7 separate regions of the Mus musculus genome follow, and all the other regions are linked to region 6. A link is a contact called in public HiChIP or PLAC-seq, Micro-C and promoter capture Hi-C data. All regions are on one chromosome and are shown on one strand. The core of a region is the stretch at or near the end of the contact, and the rest is flanking DNA. Distances in the headings are between cores, read along the strand shown. Region 1 overlaps Msrb3 (methionine sulfoxide reductase B3). Region 2 has its middle 7.2 kb from the start of Gm35182. Region 3 overlaps Msrb3 (methionine sulfoxide reductase B3). Region 4 holds the start of 4921513I03Rik (RIKEN cDNA 4921513I03 gene). Region 5 overlaps Msrb3 (methionine sulfoxide reductase B3). Region 6 holds the start of Hmga2 (high mobility group AT-hook 2). Region 7 holds the start of Msrb3 (methionine sulfoxide reductase B3).

Region 1 (2,700 bases), core at 20-2,519, 350 kb after region 6:
AAATCCATCACAGGGCAAATTTTGCATCTTACTAGAGAACAGCACTGGGAGCTCCGCCTTGCACAGATCTCAGTGGCAGGTGAAGGACTCAGCCTGGCAAGCAAGAGCACTCTACGACCACACCCATGCTTAATGACAGAGAGCAACCCAGTATGGCTGAGAGCACCACTGTTGATAAACTCTGGCCTGGTAGATACAGAGCAAGGCGATCTTAATTTTCTATGATCCCCCCAATAAAACATTAAAACGTCTATGTCATAGATGAATTTCCAACTCTATGGTACAAAACCCTTCATACTTTGCTCCATTACAATGTATCTTCCCCCAGCCCCTGCCCCAAAACACTTACAGACACTCTTCAAGCATTCAAACATGTAAGATGCTTTGTCTATTTACAAAGTGATATTCTGTTTTGAACAGTGAAAGTGTGCAACAGACAACCCTGTTTTTAAAAGGGAACTCTTTGCAGTTAGAGGGCAATTAATAATTGTTTCAAAGTTATTAAAGTTCCTAAAATGAACATCTCAAATTATGGTCTGAAGCAGCCTGTATCTGAGATGGGGCTCACGTTTTGAAAAGAGATCGCTCAGTCTGTTTTAAATCAAAATGGTTCTTGATATACTAAATTATTTTTCAAAGCATAATGTAAAAAAAATATGTACTCAGAATAACATTATTGGTGTAAACATACCTGAACCAGAGTCAAATTTGGTTTCTGACCTGCAAAGCAAAAAGAAAAAGGAAATTAATGTAAAAATTATAAAAAGATCTGGGATGGGAAGTGCAGTAACTATAGATTTCTCCATAATGGTCAAAGGAGGAAACCATCCCCTTACATGTAACTTATATATTTATTTCAACCATTTCAATTGAACGAATATAAAAATTCAGGTCCCATGGCAAGGAAAAAAAAAAAAACTTTCCAAGTTTGTTTTTCATAGAAGGGATTTTATAGTCCAAAATTTCTCATCTTTCTTTACAGATAAACTTACTTCAATTGTATTATGGAGCAATAAACAGATCCAGCCCATAGTTATTATCAGAGATTTTCAACTGCTTAACACCAAGTAATTTTCCAGCAGGTTCTTAGCACGCAGCACATGAACTTAGTAACCCCATACACTGAATAGGGAGGAAGAGAGAACAGAGTTCTTGTGGGAACGTGATGTTTCAGATATAGGTGAATGCTGGCTGTAGGCTCAGAAGCCTTTGAAGCCCTTGGTCTGGCTGTGGGAAACTGCTGTCGGGTAATTACTCTCAAGATGCTGCTGAGATGCTTTCAAGCAGAATTAACCCTGTGACTGGGCCTCTCCACACGGGCCACTATAAGACAGCATTGTCTATACCGAGCGCTCGGCCCAATTAGTGGGCATGCTCAGTCGGATTTATATCACACATTCACAGGCGACGGTATATATGTTCACAGCTGCCACCTCAAGGTACAAGGACTGAGCAGCGGGAGTCCTGTTAGGGATGTTACATTGACAGAGAAGATTTTCCCCTCTGTGGAAATGCAGTTAACTCACTGGGAAAGGGGGGAGTCCTTTGAAATTATGCCAGAGCGCATAGGATGTCGTGGCTCTCCTCGCCTAAATGAGCTCTGAGCGAAGGCATCAAAGCATAAGTGAGAAAATAAGAGACTTCTGTCTTCTATGGCCACAAAGGTCTGAGCTCTCCAGTCTCCCCAAAGCTCACCTTATTTTTGAACAAAATCAACATTTTTCATTTACATACTATATATAAGTATATGTGTGTGTGTGTGTGTATGTGTGTGTGTGTATATATACACACACACATACATATAAGTATGTATGTATGTATGTATGTAACCACAGGTTTTGCTTTGCTGGGGGTTTTCTCGGTGCGGTTCATGGAATTAAACCTAGGGGCTCACACATGCTAGGCAAACACTCAGCCATTTAGCTCTGCCTCCGATCCAACCAATCACATTTGCAGCAACTACCTCTAAGAACACACGCAGACCCAACACCCTCCCCAAATCCAGTCCTCATGTCTGTCCTCCTCTTCTATGCCCCCTCCCACTCCCAGTGCAAATTCATTTCACTCTCTGTAATCTACAATTCTGCGAAGCCCGGCTTTATGACTGACAGCACCACTCTGACAGCTCAAAGCTGTCACTTCCTTACCTACCTCCCCGCTAGACCTCAGCCATGCCTCAGTAACCTTTGTAGCCACAGCATCTAAACACGCCTGGTGTCTGTGCTTAGATGCCAGTCAAGGGAAACCGCAGTGACAACGGTCTTAATAAAATATATTTTTTTGAGATAGGAGAAATGATGTCAGAAAACTCTTTCAGAGAACCTTATACTGTCCTGAGACACCCAGTCCATGTGCAATATACCCACAAAACGGACGTAAAATATGTTCACAAACAAATTGTTGCCCTGGGCATCGATTAAAAAGCAGAAAACATCTTCAGAATCCTCAGACATAGTATTAAATATTAAAAAAAAAATACATTGTAAAGAATGAAAGCATGAACTTAAAATTAATACGGTCAGATGTGCAGTTAGGGAAACTCAGTCGTTGAAACTTCTGTGAGATTGCGCTCCAAAGACGCCAAAATCTGCTGTGTCATAGTGCATTGTGGCATCTGTTAGGATAAGCTCTGTTCACGGACACTCTTTTGAGGAAGTGAGTAAAATACAGGCGGGAACAGGTAGTAATACAGACGAGGGC
Region 2 (2,700 bases), core at 162-2,661, 270 kb after region 6:
AGTATGCTTTCAGTGACACACTGGACTTTCCCATCTCTTCCCTGAAGCTTGCCTGCTCCTTCTACCAAGCTGCTGCTTGGCTGTCTACTGCTGAAAATGGCAGGGTCCTTGCCTCTTAACTCAAAAGACATGTCTCGCCTCCCTCTCTCCCTCTTTCTTCCTCTCTTCCTCTCTGTCTCTCTGTGTGTCCCTCTCTCTCTGTCTCTCTCTCTCTCTCTGTTTCTCTCTGTGTGTCTCTGTCTCTCTTTTTCTCTGTCTCTCTCTTCCTCCCCTCTTGGCAGCTGCCAAAACTTACAGTTTGTCTACTCTGTTTCTTTTCTCTCAAACTCTAATAAACTTGTCCCAGAGTTTCCTTGGAGTCCATTTCTAAAGTCTTTTATTAACAAGAGTAAAAACCCCCAAGGAGGGAACCCCCAGTTATCCCAGAAACAATAATGCTAGATCCAAGAAAAGGGAGCTCTCAGGGTTCCCGCCTTTCACACAGCTGACCCAAACCAAATAGTTATTTGCCAGTCGCTCAACCATCTTACACCAAACACCTCAATTCCTCCCTCAGCAGCCCATCAGGTGGGTGCTTCGACCTCGGTCTAAGCTCCTGGCACCCCTCTTTCTTCTGGCCACTCATTTGATTGCCCTCTGCATTGCTCCTTTGAGGTCTGCCGGCAGGGTTTTAGAGAGAGTGTGTGCCTCTGCCCGAGGTAACAGGATTTAGCTTTGTGTGATAGGAAGCCCGGCGCCCGCCATGTGCTGGAGTGTGGATGCTCTTTGTTAAGCTCCCGGGGTCTGGAAGGAAGCAGCTATGCTCTTGTTTAATTCCATATGAGCGGCTTTTTTATTTTTACAAATAGTCCTCTTGCTGTTAGGGAGAGTGAGGGGCATAAATCATCATGTCTTTGGCAGCCAGGATTTCGTGAGCATGGTCCTCATTAAAGTCTTTAGTTGCAGGGTTCCTGGAGACCTTGCTTTGATACCAAAAAAACATCAAACTGAAGCGCCACGGTGGGGGGGGGGGTGGCATGGAGAGGAAGGGGTGGAAACTCGGGAGGACCTCAGAATTGCTGTTGGGAAGCAGCGGGGAAATACTAGGCAGCTACCAAAAAAAAAAAAAAAAAAAAAAGTAAAAATTGCAGGAGTTATATAGCTCCTTGCTGCAGAGTCCAATCAGCACCCCCCCACACACACACCCGCCAGTCCCCCCCCCCCAAAAAAAAACCCACAAAGGCACAGAAAGCTACAGCAGCCAGAAGAACGGTCGCTGGAGATGGTGAGGGAGGGGTTGGGGGGAGGAGAAAAGTTCTCGGAGCTTTTCCCTCTCCAGACCTCTGCCCAGCAGGCCTTGGACCTCAAGGAACTAACCTTTTCCTAAGGCCTGATCTCCCCGCTGGGAGGGAATCCAATCCCCGGGCAAAGGTCGCCCGGAATAGCGCTGTGCTGCTGGCTGCGCTGTTCATTCACAAAATGAGCTCCTTTGTGATAAAGTGGGGAGAGCAGCCCGCTTGTGTGCATTCCAGGCTGGTGGTAGGAGAGCCGCCAATAGCCGCCCAGGCAGTGGGAACTCTGGCACTAGCAGCTCCTTTTTCAGAGTCGTAGCGGCCCTTCGGAGCCCCGCGCCTCCAATTCCAAGAAATCAAAGCATGTTTTAAATGTGGGGGTGGGGGGGGGTAGTGTTTGGTGGTGGCAGTTTCAAGGAACCCAGCAGTGACTGTTTTTGAAAAGTGAAAATCCTGGCTGAATCCATCTATTTTGACTGGAAGTCACAAAAATGTACCAGGCAAAGGGCCAGGCACAAGGAGCCATTCTTAAAAATCGCCCCATGGACCGGAGGAAAACCCCTTTGAGTTTTAGGTTTTTTGGTTTTGGTTTTGGTTTTGGTTTGGTTTTTGGTGTTTGATTTTTGGTGTTTAATTTTTCGGAGCAGGGTTTCTCTGTGTAGCCCTGGCTGTCCTGGAACTCACTCTGTAGACCAGGCTGACCTTGAACTCAGAAATCTGCCTGCCTCTGCCCCCCAAGTGCATGTGCCACCACTGCCTGGACCCCTTTGAGTTTTGTGTTTGGTTAAACCAAGATGAGCTGCTTCCAGAGCAGAGAGATTCATTCCTGCTGGAGCCTGTATCCTCATGTCAGTACTAAAGACACACACCAGTTGGTCTTCCCTGCCTGACCAGGCAATACTTTTTCTTTATGCAGACAAGCAATAGTCAATGTCTTTTTAAAGGCCTGAAAGAGGGAGTGTTAGCCAAAGTCACAGGGGAAAGGACAGGGCAGTGACAGAGGAGTCACCCAAGTTCAGCTTTCTGTGGCAGTGTCTGCTGATCCTGGCAGCCCTGTCCTCCCTAGTCACTTCCCAGGGAACTTACAGCCCAGCTTGTCCATTCTCCATTCCTATGTATAAACTGGCATTGCAGGGATCTACACACAACGTAAATCCTCAGTGTCATTTGGGAAACGTGTTACACTTGAAAACCAGTTTGAACATGTGTGCTCGTGCACAGACACACAGAGGGGGTGAGGGGGCAGTCTGGATTATATAGGGAGAAACCTCAGAGGGAAGGGCAGCCCAGCCCCTGGGTTAAAAAGTTCAAGGTTGGGGTCAAGGTGTGCCAGGAAGGGACTGAGGGACTCTGGGAGACCCTGGAGACCAGGTCTGCTCCATTGTGTAAAATATGTACCTCGACTCCTTGTCCCAGGGTCCGAAACCAA
Region 3 (2,700 bases), core at 99-2,598, 310 kb after region 6:
AGGATGGCAGGACCTTCAGGAGGTACCTGAGAAAGGCAGAGCTGCTGGATATGGGTAGTCTCAGCTTGCTTGCCCCGGCTTTTATTGCTTCCCACTGTGTCTGCAACTGTCACTCGCCTGTTCTCATCATCATTACTGAGTACGAGGGGCAGATGCCAGTCTTCCTCAAAAAATTTAGAAGTCTAAGCGTCTTTTAAAGCCACATTTCAGGATTAGCATTCAAAAACCACAACGCTCACTACTGAGACACCTGCCATATTGCTACAAGATAAAGGTCTGGCTTTCGGCTGTTTCCATACCAACCAGCCAAGTGCACCTCTGCTTCTTCCATTGCAAATTTGGCCTGCTCTGTGCAATTACAACCGGATCAGTGTGATTTTAAAATACTGATCTTATTAATTGTACAGCAATATAGTAATGTTGCCCTGAGAGTATCAATATATTTTATAAAGATATGAGTCCTATTGTGTACACGAAGATATAGGCACAATGGGGCTAAATGGCTTGTCCCTTGTACACACAGTGAAGTGTGGACCTTGGGCCTGACTATTCTGTCTTAATCCCCGACATCCTTGCTCCGACCTTCTGATGCTATGTGAAAGTCTGGTTTAGGTGCAGTACCTGTGAGATCCTGTTGGCCTTTTTGCACAGCATGGGATTATTTAGTGCTCAAGACTTCATACTAGGTCTTCTCTGATCTCTCTCTTTCCTACTGATGAAGTGTGTTGTCCCTAATATTTTATTTTGCACGGGGGAAATCTTCTAAAATGCTCGTCCAGATGGAGTTCACATGAGGCATGCAGAGAAAGGCTTATGCAGAGGCAATGGGCAAGCATTCTTCTTTGTGAACTTTGGACAAAAAAAAAAAAAAAATGGAGCCTAGTATTTTACACTTGTCTTACATTCTGCTGTTTTCAGTGGAAAATATAAAATAAAGACCTGCCCAGAGGTAATGTTTTGCATCTCTGCGGCAACCTTCCCTGAGTCCTCTCACATCTGGCAACAATGTAACATAAGGAACGACTTCAGACCTTCACACCCTTCGAGTGAGAAAAAACAACCTTAGCTCAGACTTTCCGTGCAGCCTAGCAATCTAACGCAGCGCTCCATCGTTATCGCAGCCTAGCAATCTAACACAACACTCCATCTTTATCGCAAAGGCCACATGTCTAGATGCTCTGTCCTTGCCAGTTCTCCTCTCTGCTGCTGAGCACCAGCTCTATGATGTCACTACACAACCTCCACCTCTTAATCAAAAGGAGGGTACCTACAAGGACAAAACTTGAAGGAAGGTATGCATTGGAAGAAAATGATGCCAAGGCTACATAGAAGCTTACCAAGAAGCTCCACAAAGCCATCTCCGTTTGCAAGAGCTACACACAGTTCTGGACCTAGTCAACAGCAAAATACATGGATGGGCAGAACTGCCATCTAGACGAGAGAGAGAGAAAGAGAGAGAGAGAGAGAGAGAGAGAGAGAGAAACATTTTCAGCAGCATAAACTGCCCTTATAGCTTCTGAAAAAATAGCTCTGTTAAGATAAACCACTTTTTGGTTTTTTTCAATCAGTTGTGCATTAAGAACACTTTGTTTTCACCGCTACCCCTGATTTTACAGCTCAGCTCTGTCTGCTGCTGCTGGGCTGCCGCTCTCTTTGATGCCGCTTCCTTCTGCCTCACTGCTGTCTGCAGGAGTGAAGGACAAGGATGCTGAGTTGATGCAGTATCTTTTGCCGGTCGGACGAGGTCCATCGTCAAAAATGTGCCCGAGATGAGCACCACACTGTAAGAGAAAAAGGATGCTTAAGGCACACATGCACCAAGTGGGCTTTGAGGGGAGTGTGTGGGAAGTCGTTGGAGTGGCTGGCTGGCTTGGGGAGGAATAGAATAATGAAAAGCATCCTGAACCATTTCTAATCTGCCTGTCAATAGCTGAAGAGATGGCTCCAGACAGACTTTGTACCACATGCTGAGAATAAAAAACACTCGAATTGTGCATATCAGACATCATTTAAGAGCCACTGTATGTTTTGATCTGTGAACTCTCTCAGTCAGCTGGAAATTGACTGCAGTAAGTTTACGAATTGAATTGACCCTTGATCCCCCCCTTGTAAGAAACAGGGCAGAATGAAATCTCTTCCCCCGGGCATGACTTTTTGGCTTTGGATGGGTGGGTTTCAGATATGCAGAAGTCCACTGTAAAAGATACACTTTAACTGGCCATGACAGAGGTGAGGGTTGTTTGCAGGGGTGATAAAACTTAACATCAGTCCTGGATGTTCTTGGAACCCAGGGAAGCAGTGGCAAGACTCGGGAGATTTATGTCATGGTCACCAAAGCTGCAAATAGAGCACATGGGAGGGCTCCAGCCCGTACCATGGCTTGTCTTCTAGCTTCCAATAGGTGGACTGTCATGCTGGCTTTTCTTTTCACACACGAAGTGCATTGGGGAAGGAAGAGGCGGTTCACTCAAACCTAAGTCCTTGACTATTCAGAGTACTGAGGAAGGTGAGTGTCAGAAGAAAGGACAGCTGGTAATGTTCCATCGAGTGGAGATGTCATTCGGATGCAGCATCCCCACAGAGGCCAGCTACTGAATACGTGCCTGCAGTAACTGTTTTAAAGCCGAGTATGGCTCCAGATGGTACCACACGCCACATGCACACACCTCCCGCTTCCTCTTAGCCGGGACAGGGTAGATA
Region 4 (2,720 bases), core at 91-2,590, 290 kb after region 6:
GCTGCTGGCTGGACCCATGCAGGAAGAACCAGCCTCAAGTTAACTCCTTGTTCCCAGCCAGCCAGGAACTGACTGCATCCAGACTTCTGAAGCCACAGCTCTGAATGAAGCAGCTTTTTATGAATGGAGAGCCATGCCAAAGGTCTTCAAAGCCCATGGGATCTCCTGAGCATATCTTCACTCCCCCCGGTCTTTCACAATAGACACCCTAACGTGTCCACCCCAGGAATCGAGAGGCTCAGACCTCTGGATCTACCACTCTTCCCTAGTTTTTTGGAAGACCTCAGCCTGTTGCTGTTCAGAGGCACAAATGGCACTGCCAGTGAGTGGAATAGCATCTGAAAGCTGCCTTAGTTTGCACAGTCAGTTCTATCAGAACAGGGAAAAGAAGGGCACATCCTAAAGACACGTTCTGTGTAGTCAGAAGTCCTGTAGACAGAAGGTCTATAAAGCTTCAGGTTCTGTTAAATTACTGCAGGAATCAATCTTAGCCATGCTTTCCAATGCAGCAAAATGTGATTATTTTTCCAAAGGGAAAAACGAGCCCCAGTTTGCAGTAGATGAACAATCAGGTGGGAAGAACTGGGCACAATTCTGCACCCAGGATCAGCCTCAAACCTTCCCTCAGCATCTGCTGAAGGCTCCAGCTCCATCCTATAATAGCGAACAGGATAAGAGTATCAGCTCACAGGAGAAACATATCTATACATTGATAGCTGTACATTAGTTGTAGGTACTACAAAAACTCAAAGACTATCGGAGAAAAACTTTAAAGAACAGTTTCCTTTGAGCTCATAGTTTAGTTATTTCAGTCCTATGGTCACCTGGTTCCCTTGTCTGTGAATTATAGTGATGCAGACTATGTGATGGTCTAACTCTGATCAACAACTTTATTGGATTAAGAAACCACCAAGGCATTAGTGAGTCACACCTTACCTCTGAACTTATCTGTGAGCCTTTTTCTAGAGAGGAATGACTAAGAGGGTAAGACCTTTCCTGAACATAGTAGAGACCTTCCCATGCACTGCGGACTTGGCTGGATAAAAAGAGGACTTGGCTGGATAAAAAAAACGGGAGAGGAGAAAGCCTCTGAGCTCCGTCATTCCCTCCTCTCCTTTTCCTGGTCCGCTGAGATGTGAATCAGCAGCCTCATGCTTCTGCTGCCACGCCTGCTAGCCACTCCCACTACCATGCCTGTGAGCCACGCCCACTGCTATGCCTGATAGCCACTCCCACTGCCATGCCTGATAGCCACTCCCATCGCGATGCTTTCATGATTGTGACAAACTATACTCGCAAACCATGATCCAAAAGAAAACCTCCTTCTCTCGCATTTGGTCACAGCTGCTGGAAAAACAATAGAGAACAATGTGGAGGAAAGCAGTCGGGGTGGAGCAGGGCTTCTGATCTCACTGCAGCTGGGTAACAGCATGTGAATTCGGGCAAGGTAAGCCATTCAAAGGTACCCTCCCAACCCGCCACTTCCAGTTAGGTCATACCTCCCAAAAACACACTCAATGATGAAGTCATCAGTAGAATGGTCTGTTGGTGTGGTTGGTATCCTTCTTATCCATCTACTTCTCAACAAAACTGCCAGACTCAAAACCTGAGACTTTGAGGGGCATTCGAGGGGCATATCACTCAGGGTTCTCTAGAGGAACAGATCCAATAGAACGTATATTACAGAGGTAATCCATTATGATGGCTTACAGGATAGGTGCACTCGTGCCTGCTGTGTGTGTGTGTGTGTGTGTGTGTGTGTGTGTGTGTGTGTGTGTGTGTCTGTGTGTGTGTGTGTCTGTGTGTATGTGCTGTTACCTGCAGAGGTCAGGAGGGGGCGCATATCTCTTGGAGCTGGAGTTAGGAGTGGTCGCACAGAACTCAGAACCTCCGGGGGAACAGCAAGTTCTCTGAACTGCTGAGGCATCTCTCAGGCCCTCTGCCAGAATCCTTTGAGTAGATCCGCCCTTCACTCTTCTCCAAGGTTTTAAATCTCTTCGTGAAAAAAAAAACAGAATCAGACAAACTTAAGTACCATCATCTCCTTACAACGAGCAAAGAATGTTATTTCAGGATAACTCTGTAGGTTCAGCAGGATGGAAATTCCCACTTTCCTCTAAACACCATAAAACAAATACAGGATCGGGAAGCCCCGCTCTTACTGTTCCCACGGGTTTCCCAGATAAGAGTCGTATCTGTCTTTTCCACTTCACTGGCCTTCGGTCTAGTTGGTTTGTTCTCAGAGTGAAAAGGATGGTGGTATTGTGTGGTACTGAGACGAGCTGCCGTTATTGGCAGCTGTCAATCTGCCACTGTGCTCCACCACTGCTCCACATTGGCTGAGATGGAGCCGGACTTCACGTGAGGTATGGCGGTTGTGTGAGTCATGGCCATCACATTAGGCAAGCCAGACTATGATCAATACTAGGATTTTATTTTCACTCTAAGAGCTTATATCTCGAAGACCAGAGCACACTGCACAAGAGTCTGACTAGCTCTGTCGGTTAGTCTTTATCGGGGCTGCTAACAGGAGGATGGGCGAGGGGTTACTCACAGGAGCAGGGTTGACTCAAAGGCAGGCACATCACAGAAAAGTGCACCCCATCATGGATGGCAGCTCACTGAGTGGTCTCATAGCTATCTGTAGGCAGCTTTAAAGGCCAAAGACTCAGCAGTTTGGCCATTCCAAGTCTCCTTTCCTTCCCAGTACATACTCCTTC
Region 5 (2,700 bases), core at 192-2,691, 370 kb after region 6:
GATAAAATGTTTTTGGTTAAAAACTGTCCTTGCTTGATAAGATTATCCTATCCAGACCAAGAATTATCTGTCTTGGTCAAAAAGTCTATGTGGTATCAGCATTATTGTGAACGTTTAGGATTTTTCAAAAAGAGGATTTTAGGCCAATGTCAAAATAATAATGTTAACCTCAGGTAGAAGATATTGCTGTCTCATGTTTATTTGGGGTATAGCGCTTCATTGTAGAAGTATAAAGAGGCTTCTCGCTGGATGCATTTTAATCTGAGGGATGTGCGTGAGTGACTTGCAAAATGACCTATGCGTGGACGTCGGGGCATTAGACAAATCAGTAAATACATACGCTCTCTGTCACCAAGATTTTCTTTGTACCTCTGCTAAGGACAATGGTTACTGAAGTGGACACCAAAGTTAGTGCTGGGTGTTTTAAATGTCTAAACAGTACAAAGTTAGCCAGTCTGTCACGCTAGAAATTAGCCAAGAAAGTCTGTCATCATTGTCGGTTTCAGAAAGTGGACAAATATATGAAAGGATAGAATCAAATTCAGCAAAGGAAAGATGGGCAGGTAACTGAGCAGCCCGGAGCATGTGGTCACGTGACCCGGCCACGCCCACCGGCTTTCAGGACACTTACTTGAACAACGGAGTTCCACAGACAACACATTTATATATTCCAGGATCTTTGTGATGTGTGTACTCTCCTTCAAAGGCACTGATAAACGATAAACAGAGCGTCAAAAACTGTTAACAGAGCTAGTGTTACTTCTTATAGAACACACTGGTTTAAATACATTTCTCTGGTAAAACTTTCAAGGGTCTGGGGCCCTAAAATGAGAACAGACCAGACATATGGAAGCTTGAACAATAGTAATATACTTCGAATATATACATATATATAATAAAATGTGCATATAACTACTCCAAACTAGTACAGGTTAAGTCAAAATATCAAGCCATCTAGTAAGTAATACTTAGAATATTTTTCAAATTAAAAAAAAAAAAAAAGCCCACTGTTTGAGTCACATGAAGAACACTGTTACCTAAGATTTCCGCGGCCCCACACCATACAAGAGGGGGACCAGAAAATGTAGCAGGTCCCAAGTCTTCGAGTGGAAGGAGTCTTATTTTTTGGTTTGAAAAGGAATATTGCAGCTTTAAGGAACTGTTTTTCTAAGTTAGCGATCTTACAGGCGCGGAGGTCACTCGGTTAATGCAGATCAGCTGTGTCGCCCAACAAAAAGGCCGTGTGCTCTGCAGCTTGGTTTTATTATCGTTTCGTCCCTCTTTACGAGGTCCAATTTTTTTTATAAACAGAATTTTTTTTTTTTTAAAGAATGACCTAATCTCTGGTTGTTTGTGTGCATTAAATCATTTTGCTAGGGCATGCACACAACATTGGCGGGCAGAAGTCCTGGACCCTGTGATCCAGCCCTGCCGCCGCCGCTGGTACAAGGAAGGCACACCTTGTGAGAGAGCTTCATTGTTCAGTAAACTCAGTGAACAGTGGGGGCTGTGACAGGGAGAGCGTGCTGTCCATTAACAAGGATCCCTGTGTGGGAAGGAAGCTCTTTCAGATCTTGAATGGAAACACAAAGTCACATCACGAATAAACCTGCATCAGGGGGACCATTTACAGCCTCGTGCCGAGCCCCGTGGTATGAATTAGACAACAAAATCATTAGGCCTTGGCAAGTTACTTTTTCGCTGGAATCAGCTGAGAGAGATTTTATTTTATTCACTAAAAAACAGTCTTGGAAGTGAACGACTGCCCCCCCCCCCCAGGATGTAGGGCGAACTTCCAAGGACCAAAGCCATGCAAGGGCAGTTATTGAAAATTTTTGACATTCCAACCACAAATGAGCCAATAAATACTTTCTCCACATGTGCTTCAAAAAGAAATCCGAGTGGGGTGGAAAGGAACTAAATTATGCTACCTTCTTTTTGCAGCCAAAACGTCTATGCTTTACAATGCCACCTTCAAAATGCCAGCCTCCTGGCATAGCGCCACATCCCTCACAGTTTTCCTTGCTGTGATGTCGTCCAAAAAAAAAAAGGGGGGGGGGCACCCAAATCGCTATTGCTTCCACACATTTCACTGTAAACTAAAAACAGGCCCTTAGCAAAAGTCCCGTGGCTTTATATAGATATAGTTCGCTGAGTGGAGAGAAGCAGAAAAGAAACTCAGCTTTAACTCAAACAGTGCCATCTCCAGCCTTTTCAAAGACAGTCATTTGCAGGCCTTACCCAGCATGCATAGTTTCTTTAAAATAATCAACAGGGAAGAAGACTCCAAGGAGTGGGAGAAAGTGGTGCTTGCCTGCTTGCTTGCCTCCCTGCCTGCCCACCTGCTTGCCTGCTTGCCCGCTTGCCCACCTACTTGCTTGCCTGCCTGCCTGCTTGCCTCCCTGCCTGCCTGCCTGTTTGCCTGCTTGCCCGCCTGCCCACCTGCCTGCCTGCCTGCTTGCCTGCTTGCCCGCCTGCTTGCCTGCTTGCCCACCTGCCTGCTTGCCTGCTTGCCTGCTTGCCCGCCTGCTTGCCTGCCTGCCTGCCTGCCAGCTTGCCTGCCTGCCTGCCTGCCAGCTTGCCTGCCTGCCTGCCTGCCTGCCTGCTTGCTTGCTTGCTTTTATTACAGCACACATTACCTTTCAGTTCCTTTCTCCTGAGTGACATGGTACTGTAGGGGTGTCAGCCGCTTCCTCAGTT
Region 6 (2,736 bases), core at 191-2,690:
TCTTAATTGGTTGCATCCGCAGACAAAACCCTCCATTCCGCGGGGTCCTGGGTGCCCCTCGACCGTCCCTTCCCAGCCCCCAGCCACTCGCCCAAGAGGAAGCTAAAACTTGGGCTGCTCAGAGGAGCGGGATCGAGGAGCCAAAGAGGGACCCGACTCCTGGCGGGGAAGCGACCCTGGCTACCGTGCACTTTCCTTCCAGAGCTCCCTGGGCGAAGCGCGTTTCCCGGGCCCGCGGGGGCCTGGGATCCTCCGGGATCCTTTCCCCGCCAGCCCCGGCGGCTGTAGCAGCTCGGCAGGCATTTAAATATCCTCGGGAGGAGCACCAGGCGGGCAGTCGGCTCCGCACGCGTTCTTTGTCGGGAGGGCGCGAGCCTTGGGCCATGGAGTGTGGGGAGGGCACCGAGGGGGCGGCCGCGGCGCATCAGCCTCCTACGGGAAGGCGGCCCCGAGAAGCCGGAGAAAGCCGCGGGTCTAAGAGCTTCGGACTCGCAGTCCTGCCCCTCCTGAACTCCCCAGTCCCCCCAGTCGCCAAAGCGGCTGACAAAGCGACGCTTTTATTCTTTGGGACCCCCGAGGCTCGATGCCCCCCCCCCGAGCCACGCCGCGCCGCTCCGGGGCTGCGCACAATAGCGAAAGTCCCTGTCCACGATTCGCGCGACCCCACCTCCACCGGGTGGCTACGGCTCGCCGCGGGACCCCAGCTCTTGGAGCCGGGGAGCGCGGGTACCCGGAGAGACTGCGCCGCGCACTCTCCAGGGGAACTCGGTCTCCCGCCCCACCTACACCCGGGTGGCAGGCGGGCTAGCTTGCGCTGCCGTAGCCGCTGCGCTCCCGCGCTCCGGTCGCCCGGCGTGTCGCGGGGCCCCGGGGGCAGAGGCGTCGCGGGTGGGCTGAGTGGCCCCTCCGCGTCGGCGTACTGACTTGCTGCTGCTTCCTGGGTCGGCCGCGTCCTCGCTTCTGTGGCACCGGGGCGGCAGGTTGTCCCTGGGCTGATGTGGACGGCTGCCCGGCGCCCTCACCGCGTGCGCTCATCCTGCCTCCCGCCGCCGCTACCACTGCCTCTACCGGTACCGCCGCTGCAGCCGCTCGGCCTCCGCCGCCCCGAATCCGCCCAGCACCTTTCGGGAGACGGGATGTAGAGAGCTGGAGAGGGCAAGAGCGGCGAGAGCAGGCGAGCTGGCGAGTGCGCCGGGGACTACTGCTGCTGCTTAGGCTGCCGCCGCTGCCACCATCAACACCGGACGTCCAGCGGCTGCCAAAAAGAGAGAGGGGAGGAGGAAGAGAGGAGGAGGAGAGGAGGAGGAGGAAAGGAGGAGGCGCTGCGGGCAGTGGGTGGCGGAGGTAGAGGTGGAGGTAGGGAGAGGAGGCGGGAAGCGAAGGAGAGGGAAGAGTTGGAGGCGGAGAGGGTTGCTCTCTCCGCAAAGGCTCGGGAGTTGCGGGTACTGGGACGCTCGGCAGCGGCTTGGAGAGGGAAGAGACTTGGAGTGAATTGTGTCCCTTGAAATGTTAGGCGGGGAAAGAATTCCGCCTCCTCTCCCCCACCCCAGAGGGAGAGAGAGGGAGGGGGGCGGGAAGGAGAGACAGAGACGCAGAGAGCCAGAGAGAGACACAGAGAAGAGGGACAGAGACAGAAACTCAGAGAGAGACAGAGACAAAGAGACAGAACGGGACAGAGATAGAGACTGACTAGTGCGGTCAGAAACCGAGGAGAGAGTGGAAGTTTCTGCCAGGATCCGGTAGGGCGCCCAGCTCAGCTCTAGCAAGGAACAGAGCAGTGGGTGGCACCGCGCCTCCTCGGGTGGCGGGGTCAGGCGGCGGCACTGCACAGATGCAGAGGGACAAGCTGCTGGCCTCTGCGCTCTGCACCCGGAGCCCAAGTTTTGCCCGTGCTGCAAGTTTTCAGAGTTCCTGCCCGGGATTCAAGAGGGATGAGTGTGTGCGTGCGTGTGCGTGTGTGTACACGCGCGCTCGCACTTGCGGAGGGGGTGGCGGGAACGGGGAGTGCCCACCTCTGATCGTGGGCGGATAAAGGGGAGGGGGCTGCAGGAGAAGCAAGAGGAGGGGGCAGGCCAGGCGGACAGCCGAGCCCAGGCGCCTGGCCGCGGGCCAGAGGCAGCGTTCGAAACACAACTGCCTCGAAGGCGGCGGCGCCCGGTTGCCACCCGGAGCCCCGGCTCACGTGCTCCCGCCAGCAGTGGGGTTAAAAAGACAGGGCCTAGGCTCTCCTGCCGGATCGCCGCTGGAGGCCACCCCTGAGCGGCTGTCCTAGGAAGGCGAAAGAAAATGACTATCTCAGAGTCACCCTGGAGAGCTTGGCTTCTACCTGTGCTTCCACCGAGGGTTGCCCGAAGTTTCCGGAAGCATTCAGGGTCAACCGCCGCTGTCTACTATTTCAGCCCCGGGAAAAGAGCGACCAAGGAGTCGGAGCGCCCCTTGCGACCCCCCCCCCCCCCCCGCTCCACTGAGAAATGCCCTCACCCCAGAGTGCACGGGCCGGCGCACAAACAAGCGTGCACAAAGATACACGGGCCCACGCGTGTGATCGCAGACAAGCTTGCACGAAAATTCATGTGTGCGCGCACACACACTTCACTGGCAAGCAGGCATGCAAACAAACCCGTGCTTAAGCACACACTACCAGACACACGATGGTGCCAGTAAGCACATTCGCAACAAAAGCACACACTTGCACACTATACACAGGAACACCGAGTGTGCCAGCTCCTTTATCGA
Region 7 (2,700 bases), core at 91-2,590, 420 kb after region 6:
ACCACTTCGTCAAGTCTATAACCCTGAGAATCTTCCCTGGATAACATTTTATACATCAAAGTACCTTTAAAACCTATTTTGTCTTTTATGCTGCACAGGGTGTAGTCGACTGTCAACTCAAGTGTGCGTTGTGTCCTGGCTAGCCGAACCTCATTTTGACAGTTCAGGCTATCCTAGCCATAGGCAACACAGCGACCACCTAACACCTCCCACATAATCCAGGTTTCTGGTGATTATAACGTTTTGCCTTGCCAGACAAAATGAATCAAGCTTTGATTTGTTTACTCTGTCCAAATTCAAGAGCCCCTGCAACTTAATATTTTCCTTTAAAACCTCCCCTTTGGACTTCAAATAATTAGTTTTTTGACACGCAATGGAAATAGGAAGAAAGAAAGAAAGAAAGAAAGAAAGAAAGAAAGAAAGAAAGAAAGAAAGAAAGAAAGAAAGAAAGAAAGAAAGAGAGAGAGAAAGAAGAAAGAAAGCTCTCTAATACTTTACATATGATTCAAAGAAAATTCTTTTAAATCCTTATTGCCCCCACTTATCGCATAACCTACAAAGGCAGGAACAGTACTTTTTATTCAGATAGTCTGACTTGAAATAGCCCAGTGGAAAAGTTTAAGAAATAAAAAGGGAGGCGGGGGGGGGGGGCTCTGATGCTTGTTTTCACTTGAAAAGAAGACAGAACTGGTACCTGCCCCCTGGAGTTTTGCTGGTACCTGTTTGGGCCTATGAGCCGCCAGCCCGGTCCGGGGTGCGCCCCTGTCCCCAGGGGCCTGGCGACGCCTTCCTGGTTCCCACGCCCTGGCCCGTTATCCCCCGGCCGCAGCTGCGGAGAGGCCCGAAAGAGAGAGAGACGCGCCCTCGGAGCTGCAGCCCGCGCCCCCGACCACCTCACTGAGCCTCCCCGAGGACCCGCGCGAGGACGGCGGCTCAGGTTCCCGTTGGGGACGGGTAAGGTGTCAGCGCGGCGGCCGGCGGGGCGCGGGCTCTCCCGCCTGACCTCGTTCTGCGCTGTCCCCTCGTTGGCGAGGAGCGTCTCCGGGGTCCACGCCGAGACTCTACGGCAGGGGGATGACTCTCAAGACTGAGGGGGCGGCGCGGGCGCTCCCGGGACGGGGGTGGGGGTGGGGGGAAACACTCCGGGTCCCAGGCTGACTCGGAGGGATCGGAGGGCCGGATGGGGCGAGGCGGGGACTCACCGCGCGTCGTGGTGGCCGCGGCCGCGGCTAGGCAGAGACCCAGGCAGAGCGCGATTGGGCACGGGAGGGTCCGCCGCGCACTCTTGGGGAAGACGAGCCTCCGCTGTCCGATCCCTCCTCCCTCCCGGCTCCGGGCGACAGACGGGGCGGCGGGAGGCATGACGGGAAATTCCTGGGCACGGGCGGCCGAGTCCAAATATGAGCATAGCAGACAAGCGAGGGAGGACGGCGGAGCGCGCTGGCCGCGGACGGGGCCCGCTGCCCGGGACGCGGCCGCCGCCAACTCCCGCCTCCGGCGCCGCCTCCACCGCCCCGGGCCAGCCCTGCGGGAACAGGGCTTCCGCGCGTGGGCAACCCGTAGCAGAGCCCCCTGGCAGCATCCACCTGAGACCTTTACTGTAGGGTCAGGGCGCCTGAGAGCTAAGGACCAAAAGTCCTGGCCTGTACCAAAGAGGCTGTGAAGTGCCAGTTAAGGTGTGACATGGTCGCTCTTGTGCCTACTGAATACCCATAATACAGAGGACCACCGACTGCGTCCCAGGGGTCGCACCTGGAGGGGACCTCACCACACCCACTATGTCCAGGTGAGAATGTCCTTATAATCCCCCACTATGTGTGAGTGAGTGTGTGTGAGTGAGTGTGTGTGTGTGTGTGTGTGTGTGTGTGTGTGTGTGTGTGTTGTAGTAAGATTCAGCAAAAGGGCAGTCCCTGAAATTTTACTTGAACACCATATATGGAGTCAAAGCAGGCCGGAAAAGTTTTCGCTCCAGCTAGAGCTGTTTTACAGGACATTCCTCCTCACCTTGACTCAATATTCACTGATACAATCTCTCCCCCAAACCCCAACTCACTCTCTCTCTCTCTCTCTCTCTCTCTCTCTCTCTCTCTCTCACACACACACACACACACACACACACACTTACTTTTGCACACTGTCCAAAGAGGAACTTTGATAATGTATTTTAAGGGCGCTACCTCTGATGACCAAAATGTCAGTCCCAGATGTTTGATTACAGGCCAAGCGCGTGCGAACCTGACTTTTTTTTTTTTTTTTTTTTTTTTTTTTGGCACTAAACTCCACAATTAATCAGATCCAAATGACCCTCTCTCAAGACAATGAATGTAATTATGCCTTAATTACTATAATATATATCCACACACACCCAAACAAATGTTTGACAGGATCTGGAGATGTGGGATGTTATACAATTACTTCTCAGCATATTAAGATGCTGCAAAAGTGATTAATTGATGTCAAACACGGACGGGGGAAATGTCAAGCAGATTTAGAGGGTGGATTATTCTAACATGAACTAGAGGGGGGTAATTTGTCCATCACGCCGCGCTTGAAGATGCTTTATTTGAAAGTTAGTAAACCTCATTTCTAAACAAACTCGATTCTGGCAACACAGGAAGGCCCCCAAGCCAAAACATAGTGTATTTGCAATCGGCCGCTTCTAAAACATCCCGTGAATTACACCCAACAGATGGGCAGATT

What was found. Promoter capture Hi-C pulls out the DNA fragments that hold promoters and counts their contacts. Hi-C and Micro-C count contacts between places; a contact is called where the count stands out from the background. HiChIP or PLAC-seq counts read pairs in DNA pulled down with a chosen protein or histone mark.
Region 1: an H3K4me3 HiChIP or PLAC-seq map of embryonic forebrain shows a contact between it and region 6, with 3 times the contacts expected there. The contact joins the enhancer-like site here to the promoter of Hmga2 in region 6. A contact is called at or near these places in 5 of 39 promoter capture datasets (the HPC-7 cell line, cranial neural crest, frontonasal cranial neural crest and 2 more), 2 of 15 datasets of contacts at CTCF or cohesin (both in the NIH/3T3 cell line), 4 of 484 Hi-C or Micro-C datasets (bone marrow-derived macrophages, embryonic fibroblasts and embryonic stem cells) and 10 of 115 datasets of contacts at active chromatin or transcription factors (bone marrow-derived macrophages, craniofacial prominence, embryonic forebrain and 5 more).
Region 2: a contact with region 6 is called in an H3K4me3 HiChIP or PLAC-seq map of embryonic limb bud, with 4 times the contacts expected there. The contact joins the enhancer-like site here to the promoter of Hmga2 in region 6. A contact is called at or near these places in 9 of 39 promoter capture datasets (the 3T3-L1 cell line, the HPC-7 cell line, cranial neural crest and 5 more), 4 of 484 Hi-C or Micro-C datasets (bone marrow-derived macrophages, embryonic stem cells, muscle stem cells and 1 more), 15 of 115 datasets of contacts at active chromatin or transcription factors (the NIH/3T3 cell line, bone marrow-derived macrophages, cardiomyocytes and 9 more) and 1 of 9 other capture datasets (embryonic stem cells).
Region 3: a promoter capture Hi-C map of cranial neural crest shows a contact between it and region 6. The contact joins the enhancer-like site here to the promoter of Hmga2 in region 6. A contact is called at or near these places in 3 of 39 promoter capture datasets (cranial neural crest, neutrophils and second pharyngeal arch cranial neural crest), 2 of 484 Hi-C or Micro-C datasets (bone marrow-derived macrophages and nephron progenitors), 8 of 115 datasets of contacts at active chromatin or transcription factors (bone marrow-derived macrophages, cardiomyocytes, craniofacial prominence and 4 more) and 1 of 9 other capture datasets (embryonic stem cells).
Region 4: a contact with region 6 is called in an H3K4me3 HiChIP or PLAC-seq map of craniofacial prominence, with 4 times the contacts expected there. The contact joins the promoter of 4921513I03Rik here to the promoter of Hmga2 in region 6. A contact is called at or near these places in 9 of 39 promoter capture datasets (the 3T3-L1 cell line, the HPC-7 cell line, HPC-7-derived erythroid cells and 5 more), 2 of 484 Hi-C or Micro-C datasets (muscle stem cells and nephron progenitors), 11 of 115 datasets of contacts at active chromatin or transcription factors (the NIH/3T3 cell line, bone marrow-derived macrophages, cardiomyocytes and 8 more) and 1 of 9 other capture datasets (embryonic stem cells).
Region 5: an H3K4me3 HiChIP or PLAC-seq map of embryonic limb bud shows a contact between it and region 6, with 8 times the contacts expected there. The contact joins the enhancer-like site here to the promoter of Hmga2 in region 6. A contact is called at or near these places in 8 of 39 promoter capture datasets (the 3T3-L1 cell line, the HPC-7 cell line, cranial neural crest and 5 more), 1 of 15 datasets of contacts at CTCF or cohesin (the NIH/3T3 cell line), 10 of 484 Hi-C or Micro-C datasets (the C2C12 cell line, the Patski cell line, bone marrow-derived macrophages and 6 more) and 17 of 115 datasets of contacts at active chromatin or transcription factors (the HPC-7 cell line, bone marrow-derived macrophages, craniofacial prominence and 12 more).
Region 7: a Micro-C map of embryonic stem cells shows a contact between it and region 6, with 4 times the contacts expected there. The contact joins the promoter of Msrb3 here to the promoter of Hmga2 in region 6. A contact is called at or near these places in 10 of 39 promoter capture datasets (the HPC-7 cell line, cranial neural crest, embryonic stem cells and 5 more), 3 of 484 Hi-C or Micro-C datasets (all in embryonic stem cells) and 16 of 115 datasets of contacts at active chromatin or transcription factors (the HPC-7 cell line, acute myeloid leukemia, bone marrow-derived macrophages and 9 more).

Annotation. Positions count from the first base shown.
Region 1 is chr10:120,824,417-120,827,116 of GRCm38.p6, forward strand. It overlaps Msrb3 (methionine sulfoxide reductase B3), which reads right to left. Exons shown (of 7, transcript NM_177092.4): 5 at 692-720. Among named protein-coding and RNA genes, the nearest start is that of Gm15910, 32 kb to the right of the region's middle. Within about 2 kb of position 1,270, at least 27 of the 459 cell types and tissues checked have an H3K27ac peak or open chromatin away from gene starts, as enhancers often do. A contact at or near this core is called in the HPC-7 cell line and embryonic forebrain, where this site is marked.
Region 2 is chr10:120,743,855-120,746,554 of GRCm38.p6, forward strand. No RefSeq gene overlaps it. Among named protein-coding and RNA genes, the nearest start is that of Gm35182, 7.2 kb to the right of the region's middle. Within about 2 kb of position 1,412, at least 150 of the 459 cell types and tissues checked have an H3K27ac peak or open chromatin away from gene starts, as enhancers often do. A contact at or near this core is called in the NIH/3T3 cell line, craniofacial prominence, embryonic forebrain and 8 more, where this site is marked.
Region 3 is chr10:120,782,458-120,785,157 of GRCm38.p6, forward strand. It overlaps Msrb3 (methionine sulfoxide reductase B3), which reads right to left. Exons shown (of 7, transcript NM_177092.4): 7 at 1-1,781. The coding sequence ends at 1,611. Among named protein-coding and RNA genes, the nearest start is that of 4921513I03Rik, 18 kb to the left of the region's middle. Within about 2 kb of position 1,349, at least 5 of the 459 cell types and tissues checked have an H3K27ac peak or open chromatin away from gene starts, as enhancers often do.
Region 4 is chr10:120,764,392-120,767,111 of GRCm38.p6, forward strand. 4921513I03Rik (RIKEN cDNA 4921513I03 gene) reads left to right here and starts at 1,341. Exons shown (of 3, transcript NR_038000.1): 1 at 1,341-1,447.
Region 5 is chr10:120,849,345-120,852,044 of GRCm38.p6, forward strand. It overlaps Msrb3 (methionine sulfoxide reductase B3), which reads right to left. Exons shown (of 7, transcript NM_177092.4): 3 at 2,640-2,700; 4 at 632-709. Among named protein-coding and RNA genes, the nearest start is that of Gm15910, 6.9 kb to the right of the region's middle. Within about 2 kb of position 1,442, at least 39 of the 459 cell types and tissues checked have an H3K27ac peak or open chromatin away from gene starts, as enhancers often do. A contact at or near this core is called in embryonic fibroblasts, embryonic forebrain, embryonic limb bud and 1 more, where this site is marked.
Region 6 is chr10:120,475,029-120,477,764 of GRCm38.p6, forward strand. Hmga2 (high mobility group AT-hook 2) reads right to left here and starts at 1,441. Exons shown (of 5, transcript NM_010441.3): 1 at 925-1,441. The coding sequence starts at 1,035.
Region 7 is chr10:120,897,631-120,900,330 of GRCm38.p6, forward strand. Msrb3 (methionine sulfoxide reductase B3) reads right to left here and starts at 1,341. Exons shown (of 7, transcript NM_177092.4): 1 at 1,203-1,341. It overlaps Gm4473 (a long non-coding RNA gene), which reads left to right and starts at 1,417. Exons shown (of 2, transcript XR_001779656.2): 1 at 1,417-1,786.